Linked DNA regions of Mus musculus: all the other regions are linked to region 1. A link is a contact called in public promoter capture Hi-C data. All regions are on one chromosome and are shown on one strand. The core of a region is the stretch at or near the end of the contact, and the rest is flanking DNA. Distances in the headings are between cores, read along the strand shown. Region 1 holds the start of Slc22a21 (solute carrier family 22 (organic cation transporter), member 21). Region 2 holds the start of Anxa6 (annexin A6). Region 3 holds the start of Ccdc69 (coiled-coil domain containing 69). Region 4 holds the start of Slc36a1 (solute carrier family 36 (proton/amino acid symporter), member 1).

Evidence for each region. Promoter capture Hi-C pulls out the DNA fragments that hold promoters and counts their contacts.
Region 2: a promoter capture Hi-C map of liver shows a contact between it and region 1, with 4 times the contacts expected there. The contact joins the promoter of Anxa6 here to the promoter of Slc22a21 in region 1. A contact is called at or near these places in 4 of 39 promoter capture datasets (hippocampal neurons, liver and pre-B cells) and 2 of 484 Hi-C or Micro-C datasets (B cells and pro-B cells).
Region 3: a promoter capture Hi-C map of hippocampal neurons shows a contact between it and region 1, with 3 times the contacts expected there. The contact joins the promoter of Ccdc69 here to the promoter of Slc22a21 in region 1. A contact is called at or near these places in 6 of 39 promoter capture datasets (the 3T3-L1 cell line, hippocampal neurons, liver and 2 more).
Region 4: a contact with region 1 is called in a promoter capture Hi-C map of liver, with 3 times the contacts expected there. The contact joins the promoter of Slc36a1 here to the promoter of Slc22a21 in region 1. A contact is called at or near these places in 4 of 39 promoter capture datasets (the C10 cell line, liver and pre-B cells).

The regions. Positions count from the first base shown.
Region 1 is chr11:53,979,066-53,981,842 of GRCm38.p6, forward strand. Slc22a21 (solute carrier family 22 (organic cation transporter), member 21) reads right to left here and starts at 1,268. Exons shown (of 10, transcript NM_019723.3): 1 at 400-1,268. The coding sequence starts at 792. Gm30927 (predicted gene, 30927) reads left to right here and starts at 966. Exons shown (of 4, transcript NR_168634.1): 1 at 966-1,272; 2 at 2,244-2,332.
Region 2 is chr11:55,032,209-55,034,908 of GRCm38.p6, forward strand. It overlaps Anxa6 (annexin A6), which reads right to left and starts at 1,263. Exons shown (of 26, transcript NM_013472.5): 1 at 1,151-1,263.
Region 3 is chr11:55,076,817-55,079,516 of GRCm38.p6, forward strand. It overlaps Ccdc69 (coiled-coil domain containing 69), which reads right to left and starts at 1,315. Exons shown (of 7, transcript NM_177471.4): 1 at 1,197-1,315. The coding sequence starts at 1,244.
Region 4 is chr11:55,203,021-55,205,720 of GRCm38.p6, forward strand. It overlaps Slc36a1 (solute carrier family 36 (proton/amino acid symporter), member 1), which reads left to right and starts at 1,320. Exons shown (of 11, transcript NM_153139.4): 1 at 1,320-1,468.

The sequences.
Region 1 (2,777 bases), core at 18-2,517:
CTCCAGAAAGGGTAGAGAGTTTGGAACACACGTTTCTTTAACTTTAAAAAGTTCTGCAAAGAGTCTTTCCTTTCTGAACAGAGGCTAAAACCTGTGGTCTCTTCTCTGGAGCAAGTCTGAATCCGGCCCCTCTGAATCACATCACTACCTCGAGAAAGTCCCACCACTCAGGGTCTCAGGGCATCTCCTAGGGGCAGAACCTTCTGGACTCTATCTTCAATGGGACCCTATGGACGGATGGTCTGCCAGACATTTGTCCTCTGAGGGGCGTACTATGGCTAGAAGTCATCTCATAAAATGTTCTTAAAGGATGCTCATCACCAGGGAGCTTGTGGTTAAACTAAGGAACAACCATTGCCTGCGATGTCACCAGACCCTGACAGGGGGGCTGTCACCTACCTCTGTCACGATGGTGGACAGGAAGATGTCCTTGTCGTACTCCCAGCCATCCAGGCAGTTCTCCTGCTCCAGCTGCTCCAGGTCCACGTCCCGTCCCGGCTCCAGCCCTAGCTCAGAGAAGTTGGCGATGGTGGCCAGTCGGTAGCGGCGGCATTTCTGAGGCACCTCTGGTCCGTCCTTCGTCTCCATCGGGATACTGTGGTTGCGCCACGCGCTGCTCAGGTTCACGGTGTCTGGTATCCGGCAACGGTGCTCCGGGATCGCCGTCAGGAACACGGCTGACAACCCAGTAAAGCCATTGGGGATGATGCTGGCGCTGAGCAGGAAGAAGATGAGGCGCTGGAAGGTCCCCCACTCGCCCAGGAAGGCGGTCACCTCGTCGTAGTCAAGCATAGAGTCGGCAGCCCACGGCGTCCCGCCGGGAATCCGAGGATACTCGGGCGCAGTGGGCGGCGCACGGTTTGTCCGTGCACGCGGAGCACCAGTCACTCGTCGAAGAGGAGTTCGAGAAAGCGTCGGGAGACGTTTTCCACACGGAGAAGCTCGTGAGTTCCTCCCGCCGCCTCAGACCCCGCCAGCGCCAGAGACACCGAGGACGTGAGGCCATGATGGACTCCGCGCGGAGTCTGGCCTAGACTGCAAGGCCGGCCGTGCAGTCCTGAGGCGAACCGTGGGGTGGGCGCGGCAGGAGTCTGAGTGATCCGTAGTGGGCACTGGACGCGCCTGTACGTGAGGCGGGTCTGGTCCCGGTCTCCGAGCTGGCTGGACAGTGCGGAAGCGGGATGGAGCCTGGCTTCAGAACTGCGCGGGTGTGAGGGAGCCTAGGAGTCCCTTGCCTACTACTCTGAGCTGTTCGCTGAGGAACGCCCTGAGGTAAAGTCCTTCCCAGTCGAGAGCAAGCGAGTCGGGCTGGGGGCGGGGCCGCTGTAGTCCCCGCCCCGAAGCTGCTGCTAGAGGGAGGGACGGGTCTTCTCAAGCCACACCCCCCGAGCGAGTCGGGCTGGGGGCGGGGCCGCTGTAGTCCCCGCCCCGAAGCTGCTGCTAGAGGGAGGGATGGGTCTTCTCAAGCCACAACCCCGAGCTGGTCCCCAGGGCTCCTTTGGGGGAAGTTGTGACCAAGCTGGGTGTTGACTTGGAGAAAGGCGTAGGATTTCGGTATGAAACACCCTCTCAACTTTTTGTTATGGGTCAGAAAGGGATTGTATCCCACCAAAAGTCTTCTCCTTCAATGGACCTGAGTTCAATTCCCAGCACGCATTGGAGGCTTACAACCTTCTGGTAACTCCAGTTCCGGGGGAACTAATCCCCTTTTCTGGTCCCCTGTCACATATAGTGCACAGACATACATGCAATCAAAACGCCCACTCACATAATGTCATATTATAATAATCATTAAGAGATTGAGACAAATTTTGAGGCTGTGGTCATGAGGCTGTGGGCAATGAATTTCAATTTCTAGGCTCTGTTCTGTGCTTTATGTTTTTAAAGATTAAGAAATCATTCAGTTATTCATCAAATCGACTTAAGCAAATATAAAAATTTAACTTCAAGATTAAGGATCTTAGTCTAGGATTATACCCTCAAATTAGTTATTTTTTACAGTTAATTCAGGAGCTGACTGGTGATCTACATAGTTCCAGGCCAGTCAGGACTACACAGTGAAACCCGTCTTAAAACAAACACAGAGCCTTACAATGAAATCCATTGTTTTGTGCAAATAGTATTTCCTAAAATTAAAAAGATAAGGTATAAAAATAGCAATTGTGTAATTCTAAAGTAATATTGTCAAATGAAATGAGAAGTTACATTTATAATTTTATTTATTTATTTATTTACTTATTTAGATGGGGCCTACTGTATTTCCCTGGCTTTACCTGCAACTTTGGTCACAAATGACCACCTGCCTCATCCTCTCTAGTAGCAGGGACAACAGGTGTGTACAGCAGATGCACATTATCATTAAAATTGTCTTGGTAGCTGTTGTATTCGTAACTTTTCTGGTTACAGAGACAAAAGCAATTTAAGGGAGAAGAGGTTTGGGCTTGTGCTTAGAGGGTAGAGTCGGTCACTCTGGGAAGGCCGGGTGGCAGGAGTCAGCTTGTCACAGTCGCCTCAGTCAGGAAGCCAGGAGAGAGAAATGCTGGTGCTCAGCTTGCTTTCTCTCCTCTTACTTAGTCCTGGACCAAAGGCCATGGAACAGATGCTGCCTCTCTGAGGGTCACTCTTCTCACTCCAACTAATGAGATCTAGAAGCTTCCTCACAGACACCTAGAGGTTTCTCTCTTAGGTGATTCTAGACCCTGTCAAGTTGACAACAATAATTGTCACAGCCATATTAATAAAATGTCCAGATCTAGTAAATAAAAATTTTACGTGGT
Region 2 (2,700 bases), core at 13-2,512, 1.1 Mb after region 1:
GGGGGGGGGGGGGGCACCGGAAGTGGCGGCCACCTCAGCAGACCACTATGGGGAACAAGGGCCCAGAGAGAAAAGAAGTCCTTCCAAGTGTCCCAGGCAAGCTGCAACTCATGGATATGGGAGAGGATTGCCCAGGGTCTTCCTGCAGGGCTTAGGGCCTGCAGCCAGAACATCAGGGCATACAGGGGCTGAAATAGTTCCCGGGGGATAAGAAAGGCTGGAGAGTCAAGCTATTCTGTCGGAGAGGTGGGCTCAGCAGCTTCAAGATGTGATCTGGCCAGGTGAGGTGAAATGGAGGGCAGATTCTAAGGGAACACCAGGATCCCCTACAAATCCTGGAGCCATATGCCCAAATTTGGAAGTGTCTAGTAAGACCCACCAGAGTTTAGACAAAAGGGGGTGGGGCGGGAGTGGGGCGGGGGTGGGGGGAAGCAGAAGCCAGATTCTCTCTAAAGGAGAGTTTCATCGACCACACCTGTACTCAAGATTCCCCAACCAGCAGCCAAATCAAACCCACTTTCATAGGACTGAAAGCGGGGGTTATCAACACTTGTGAGATGGGGGCTCAGAGAGGGAAAGGCGGCTGGCTCAAGGCCACACTGCAAGTTGGTGGTGGGATCTGGATTCGAGGTCAGTAGGAAGCATCTAACTAAGACCCTGAAAAACTGGGAAGGAGCCGGGTTGGCTTAGGAGAAGCAAAATTCAGAGTGGGACCTCTGCATCTTGCTAAGAGCCTCTGCGGCTCCCGGAAAGGTGAGCATCTCCGGAAAGACAGCAGGTCCTTCCTCTGACCCGCATCAGGGAGCCTTTCTCCCGGACCACACCACGAACCGTCTGGTGCTCAGCAGACTGTTCAATTCCTCAAGCTCTCCAAGTTGAGTAACTCACAGCCTCCCGCGAGGGTCACCAAGTTTTTCCACTACTTTAGACAATTAGGCTCCTGGGTCTTGGACCACACCCTCGGCGGGGCCGGGCGGGGGGCACCAGCTCCCCTCCCCCCTCAGGGTGCTGTCAACCAGCGCCAGCACTTTGGGTTCCCTCCCGGGACACACCCAGCCGCGACACCCCGGGGTGACCGCACACCAGCATGGACCCGACCAGGTCCCTTCAGTCCTGGACCCCGTGTCCCGCAGCGACTCTGCACACTCACCGCGCTAGGGAGGCCTCAGATCAGGGCGTATGGACAGACGCAGCTCGAAGCCCGTTAGCCTAGCAGCAGCCGCAGCGCAGGCTGGGCGCACGGTGGAGGGGGACACGTGGCGCGCAGGGGCCAATCGGATTCGCTCGCTGCCCGCCCCGCCCTGTCCAGCCCCACCCCGAGTGCTTCTTTTTTGGAGTTTGGGTGTCACCGGCTGCAGGGGAAGGGCATGGGGGAGGGCGCCCTCGGGGGAAACCTGCCACCTCTTACCTGGGTCGTTTCTGACCCCAGCCCTGACGTCACCTCCAGAGGGTAGGGGATTTGGCAAAGGTCACGCTGCCACCCAGAAATAGAAGTCAAATTAATGTCCTGTTCTGGACACATTCTCCAACATTCCTGCTACTCACCAAAGCTTTGTTGAGAAATTTGAAGCTTGCCAAAATTGAAGTTGAGACCTTACCTGACTGATCAGATTTCACGCCTTCCTGCCCTATCGGGTCACAGGCGTAGTCACCTACTTTGCAAGGAAGGAAAGACCAGAGAAGACCGCGCCTCGCCCAGGGTCACTCAGCTTGCAGATTGTGGGGTTGGAAATCTAATTTAGATTTGGCCTTGGGGAGTGGGTTCTGGTTGAAGAGGGAGTGATAGGAGGACCAGAAGTTGTCATCCAGGTCTGTGTGGAAAAGCGGTACAACCTCTGGAAAACAGATAGCCCAGCTTTGATAGAGAAATCTCCCTCAACCCCCAACCCCCGCCCCCACCCCGCCCCCACTGCCTGGTGGCCACAGCGGACAGCAGACTTCTGTTTGTTAATAAGTTCCTTGAGTTTCTTTAAAGGGTCATCCTCAGGAGCCAACTAGCTGCCTCAGAAGGCCAAGGTGCTTGCTGCCCTACAGGGGGCTCGCACATATTTTTTGCACTTCAATAAAGAAAATGTAATTTTTAAAAGTTAAAAGTTTAAAAAATATTATCTCCAGAATCTGTCACTCGTTCAGAGAGTAGTAAGCATCTTCCAAGATCTAGTTGGAAAATTGTCCTCCGTTTGTTTGTTGCTTGTTTGTTTTTCATTTCACCCAAAGAACACTTACTGAACCTCTGGTGCAAGCTAGAGCAAACTGAACAGGTGAGCTCTGCTGCCCAGCCCCACCCTTGGGACCTGCCAATAGACAGAGGTTTAGATTTCTCTATGGGAAGCCTGGGGCTAAGGTGGAGGAAGCACTTGGGGCAAAGCAAGTGGGGCAGTGTCACCTTCAGAACGAGAATGATGCCATTACAACTTTTGAGAGGAGCAGATTATCAGCAGAGCCTGCATCCCAGCACTGAGAGGCTGGAGCAGGAGGATCCGGAATTCAAGGTCATCACTGGCATCAAGGCCAGCCTGGGCTACACGAGACTGTCTCAGAAAACATGCAATAATAATGGTCTGGGGGTTGTGGCTCAGTTTGTAGAGTGTTTGGCATGCACGAAGCCCTGGGTTGGATAGCCAGTACCACATGAAATCAGAATTACGGGTTCATACCTGTAATCCCAGCACTCAGAAGCATCAGAAGTTCAAGGCCATC
Region 3 (2,700 bases), core at 65-2,564, 1.1 Mb after region 1:
GTTTGGGGCCAATCTAGGCTACATATTGAGAGCTTGTCTAAAAAATCTGAACAAAAACATCCAGCCTGCTGTGGTGGGGAGGCTGGTAATCCCAGCATTGGAGAGGCAGGTGAATTAGCAGTGCAAGGCCAGCTTTGGCTACACATTAAGTTTAGGACAGCCTGGGCTACACCAGACCCTGTCTCCAAAAGTGGGGATGGGGAGAAAAATAAAACAATGAAAAGTTAGTCCAAGTGCAGGGGAGGGTTCAGAGAACACACACACACACACACACACACACACACACACATTGACAAAGTTAGGGGTAGATAAACAGAGGTAACAGGAAGACTAATGAGCTGAAGTTCCTTGCAAAATTAATCATTTTCACAGTGGGGACTGATGAAGTTCACGGGCTGTCCATCCCCACAAGGGGTGGAGAGACTGGCAGACAGGAAAAAACGACTAGGACTCTAGAGTGCCTGTTTCCTTCTCTGGGCCCCCGGCTGTCCTCAGTGGATTTGGCCCTGAATCTAGGCTCTGACCTCCTGACGTTTCTCAGACCTCAAGGGGCAGAAACCTGAGTCAGTCTCTTGGGCTCTAACCCAGCTTCAGGGCTCTGGGGCGGGAGGGACAGGAAGGAGGAGAGAGCTGCAGGAGACTACAAATCAACTCCCACTTTGGCTCCTCCCAGCTACCCTAAGGGCAGCCCACGCACCGCTCAGTTCCCGCAGGAAGCCCTGACCCGCTTCCTAGGCTCTAAAGGGTGCAGTGATCCCAGGCGAAACTCGTTAAGAGGCAGCCTGTGTCTAGCAGCCCTTGGGCAGACCAGGGAGTTGAGGTTTCCAACAGGTCTCAGGTGATGCTGGTGCTGTCCGGCTGTGGACCTATCAGAGATTGCCGGCCTTAGACCTTAGCTCAAGGCGCAGAGAGGTTAAGAACTCTGTCCTCTACTACACAGTGACAGCCCCACACTGAAGGCCACCTGCCACGGACACACCAGTCACCTCCCCGCGGGGACAGCAGGGTCAGCTGCAGTTTGTCTGGGACTGAGTGTGTTAACTCGGCTTCTGATTGCCGGGTCGGGCGGAGACAGAGCACCCCCACCCCCGCACCCCAATCTCCATGACTGCCCCCCCCACTGCTGTCCATCTGGTGTCCTCTGCTGTCCCTCTGAGCGCCCCCCAAGCAGACCTCCGTGTGCGGGCTCCCGGTACCTTCTCTGCGCGCTTGCCGCGGCTGTGCCGGCTTTGCCTGCAGCCCATCCTGCTTCGCGCGTCCCGCTGGCTGTGACTCTCAACCGCCCGGAGCTGCAGCCGCGCCGGCTGCGCGCCTTAAATGCCGGAAGAGCAGGGCCTGCGCGGGGCCCCGGCCGAGCCGGGGCCGGGCCAGGGCAGGTGCCAGCGGCGCTCCACGCCAGAAGTACCTGAGGCCGGGGCAGGAGAGATCCCCAGGAGCCACAGATGGTTCTCAGGACCCTCTGATGAGAAAGAGCTGAGAGGGAAAAGAACGAAAACAATTAAACCAGGCGTTGTGGCACACGTCTGTAATCCCAGTTCTGAGGAGGTGGAGGCAGGAGGATCACAAGTTCGAGGACAGTCTGATATATATAGGGGGTTTAAGACCAGGCAGGGCTACATGATAACCTGTCATACAAAGGGAACGGGGTTGGAGAGAGATCTTAGCAGTTAAGAGTATTTTTCTGCCCTTCCAGGGAACTATGGTTCAACTCCAGACACCCACATCGGGTGGCTCAAAGATGCCTGTCCGGCTCCAGCACATGGGCCTTTTAACCTCTGAAGGCACTGAGGGTGAGTGCCTATAGACCCAGCACTTAGGAGGCTGAGGCTGGAGTTTCAGGAAGAGGCTACAGAGTAAGTAAGAGCTTATCTCAAAAACAAAACTAACCAAGCAAGCAACCAAAAGAACAAGCCAGCTGCAGGCTCAGTGGGAAAGGCAGTTGCCTGTGATGCCGACTTGAGCTCCATCCCCAGGCCCCACTTGGTGGAAGGAGAAAAGGAACATGCATGCCAAGGCTCACACACTGCATTACCCATTCATAACTAAATCTACATTTCCTGAGCTGAAAAGGCCAATCAATTTGCAGTTCCAGGAGCCTGAGGCAAAAGGACAACCACAAGTTGGAGGTCAGTCTAGGCTACAGAGTGAGCCCTTGTCTCAAAAGAAAATGAATTAAAATTATCTCAGTGAGTAAAGGTGCTTGCTACTAAGCTGATGACCTAAATTCAATTCCCAGGAAAAAGAGAGCCAACTCCTGAAATTTGTCCTCTGATCTCCATATGTAGGCCATGTGCACACATGTGTGCACACACACTCACTCTCCCCTCTTCAATAAACAAATGAATAAATGAAATAAAAGTATACTTCAGAGAGGGACAATGCTGGTAGCAAGGCCCAGAGCCCAGGTCAAATGCTCCCCCAAACCTGGCTTTTGTAACACCCCTGCAAATAAATGACACCCACTTTCATTGTAAGCTTTCCACAAGGCTGGGCCAATAGCTTTCCCCAGCTCACAAGATCTGTGTGACATAGTCTTCTCTCCTCAGGACAGACACTGCAAGCTTGCCAGATGCAGTGGGAATGGGGACAATAGGGTCAGAATCTAGGACAAGAGACTCCTTTCTATCTTCTTGGAGTGCTCACTGGGAGCTGCACGTGGGAAGGCGATAACAGCTTTGAAAGTCAGCGCTCCAGAGTACT
Region 4 (2,700 bases), core at 70-2,569, 1.2 Mb after region 1:
ATGCATGTGTGGTATGTACTGTTTATATCTCTGTGTGTATGGAGTACATGTATGTATGTGTGAGGTGTATGGAACATATGCATATGTGTATGTATGTATGTATGTATGTATGTATGTGTGAGGTGTATGAAGTATATGTGTGTGTATGGAGTATATGTATGTGTGTGTGGTATATGGAGTGTGTATGTGTGTGTGGTGTATGAAGTATGTGTATGTGTGAAGTTGTCTTTGCATCTCTGTGTGTGTGGTATATGGAGTATATGTATGTATGTGTGGTATATGTTTGTATGAGTATATGTGTATATGTGTCTGTGATGTATGGAGTATATGTTGTTTGTGTGTGTGTATGTGTGTGTGTGGTGTATGGAACATATGTGCATGTACGTATGTGTGTGGTGTACGAAATATATGTGTGTACATGGAGTATATGTACGTGTGTGGTGTATGGAGTATATGTATGTATATGGTGTATGGAGTATATGTCTGTGTGTATGTGGTGTATGGAGTATATGTATGTGTGTGTTTGTGGTGTATGGAGTATATTTATGTGTGTGGTGTATGGAGTGTGTGTGTGTGTGTATGTGTATGTGTGTAGCATATGGAGTATGTGTGTGTGTGTGTGGAGTGGGGCATCGGGGAGTCAGATGGTGACATTGTCTGCTTGAGTTGTTCCCTCAACTTTTTTTCCCCACAGGTTCTCTCACTGAACCTGAGCCCACTGTTTTGGCTAGATCAGTTAGTCTGCTGAAGAGACCAAGGGATCCTTCTGCTCTGGCCCCAAGCTCTGGTGTTACTGGCACACATTGTCTTGCCTGGCTCTTTATATGTACTGGGAATCTTAACTCAGGTTCTTATTGTATCCAGTAAACCATTTTCCCAGTAGCCCCTTTTAAATTTTTTTGAAGCAAGGTATCTTTAAATCACCCAGGGTATCCTTGAACTCACTCTATAACCCAAACAGGCCTTGAACTATTTTTCTTCTCTGCTCTGGTATTGCAGTCTTGTACCATCAGGCTTAGCTGCACGATTTATTTTTTAAAAGGTGCAAACTTGTGATTATAAACCAGTAAATGCACGTTAATATATGCTGAACAAATAAATTTTAGCAAGGCTAAAAATTACGGATATTTTGCATGCCGACTTCCCTGGAGACTGCCTCAAAATCTAGGTCGTCTGCCTTAGCTCTGTGGTGGTCTCAGAAGCACTGCCCTTTCTGAAGCAGCGGCTGACGGCCGCCAGGTGGCGCTGCAGAACAAGGGTCCGGGAGGAGGAGCACGGAATGGAGCGGCACGTGACCTGGGCTAGGGAGCCAGCATCACGTGACAGGGCCCGGAAGCGGCTGTCCAGGAGGCTAGAAAACCATGGCTAGGGGTCGGCGCTGAGGCTACGCGAGGTGGGCTGAGCAGGAGCGGGAGCCAGAGCCGGAGCCGGAGCCGGAGCGGGAGCCCGGGCCGGGCAGGGCCGACCGGTGAGTAGTGCGTGCCCTGCGCTGCAGTCGGGAGTCACCTCCTGCTGTAGCACCTCCCGCCAAACGGATGCTGCTGCTCAGGGACAGGTCACCCGTGGGGTGGGGTCTCCCATGCACCTTTGACAGGTGTTCAGTCATAGTTCCCAGGTGACATCGGCAGTCACTGACGGCTAGCTCGGACCAACCCTTCGTTTGCAGATGTGGCTGTTCGAGCTATGCCCTTGCCTTGGGTCACAGGGTACCAGACCGCAACTCCTTTCCTCCGAGAGTAGGGGAAACTGAGGTCCAGGGCTGTGTGTGGGCTTCCGAGGTATCCCTGCAGCAGGGTGTCAGCTTCTGCAACTGTTTGTTTTCTGCCACGTTGCCATCTGCGGGGAAACTCGCCCTGTGAAAAGGCACTTGTCCCTTCCGCTGTGGGTCGCGCGTCCTTGTTTAGCTCCGCTGTGTCTGGGCTCTCCACGCCAGGCTTGAGTTCTGGGTGTGGTTCTGTTCACTGATGGCTTTTTCCTTTCCTTTCCTTTCCTTTCCTTTCCTTTCCTTTCCTTTCCTTTCCTTTCCTTTCCTTTCCTTTCCTTCTTTTTTCCTCTCTCTCTCTCTCTCTCTCTCTCTCTTTCCTCATCACTCAGCAGGCTTCGTTTCTAACCGTTCTGCAGTTTTGTGGAAGTCACTTAGAAATATGAAATAGGACCTGGGATAGACTGGAGGGACCAAGAGAGCTCTAGGGCATGAAAAGCACAGATGTTAACTTGAAGACCGCTTGCTTTTTGTTTTGTTTTCTGAAATTTGACAGATTCAGGTAGCGACTGCTTATATGGATGGAATTAGGGGGTGGGGGCTTGTTGAGTCAGGATAGCAACATAGTGTCCTGGAAGGAATTGACTTTGGGGAATCTGCAGAGCGTGTTTTAGCTTTTGCCTCTTGCTTGATGCCTTAGGTGACTTTGAATCCTCCCTCACCCGGGTTTACATTTTCAGTGTATGAATGATGGTAGGGTCCTTTTGTTATGAAACTCATATTTTTCCTGTTTGATTTTGTTAGGAGAGATTTACCCCCTCCTTGTAATCTGTAGGCAGTAGCCTACAACAAGAGTAGATCTTGTTCTAAAAGAATTTTACCTGTTTCTAATTGTCTTGAATCTGCCCCCCCCCCATTTATGGCTCAACTAGACATTCATAATTTTAGTTGTCTTTCTCATGACCAAGATCTCTTTTGCCTCTAGTTTGCATCCTAAT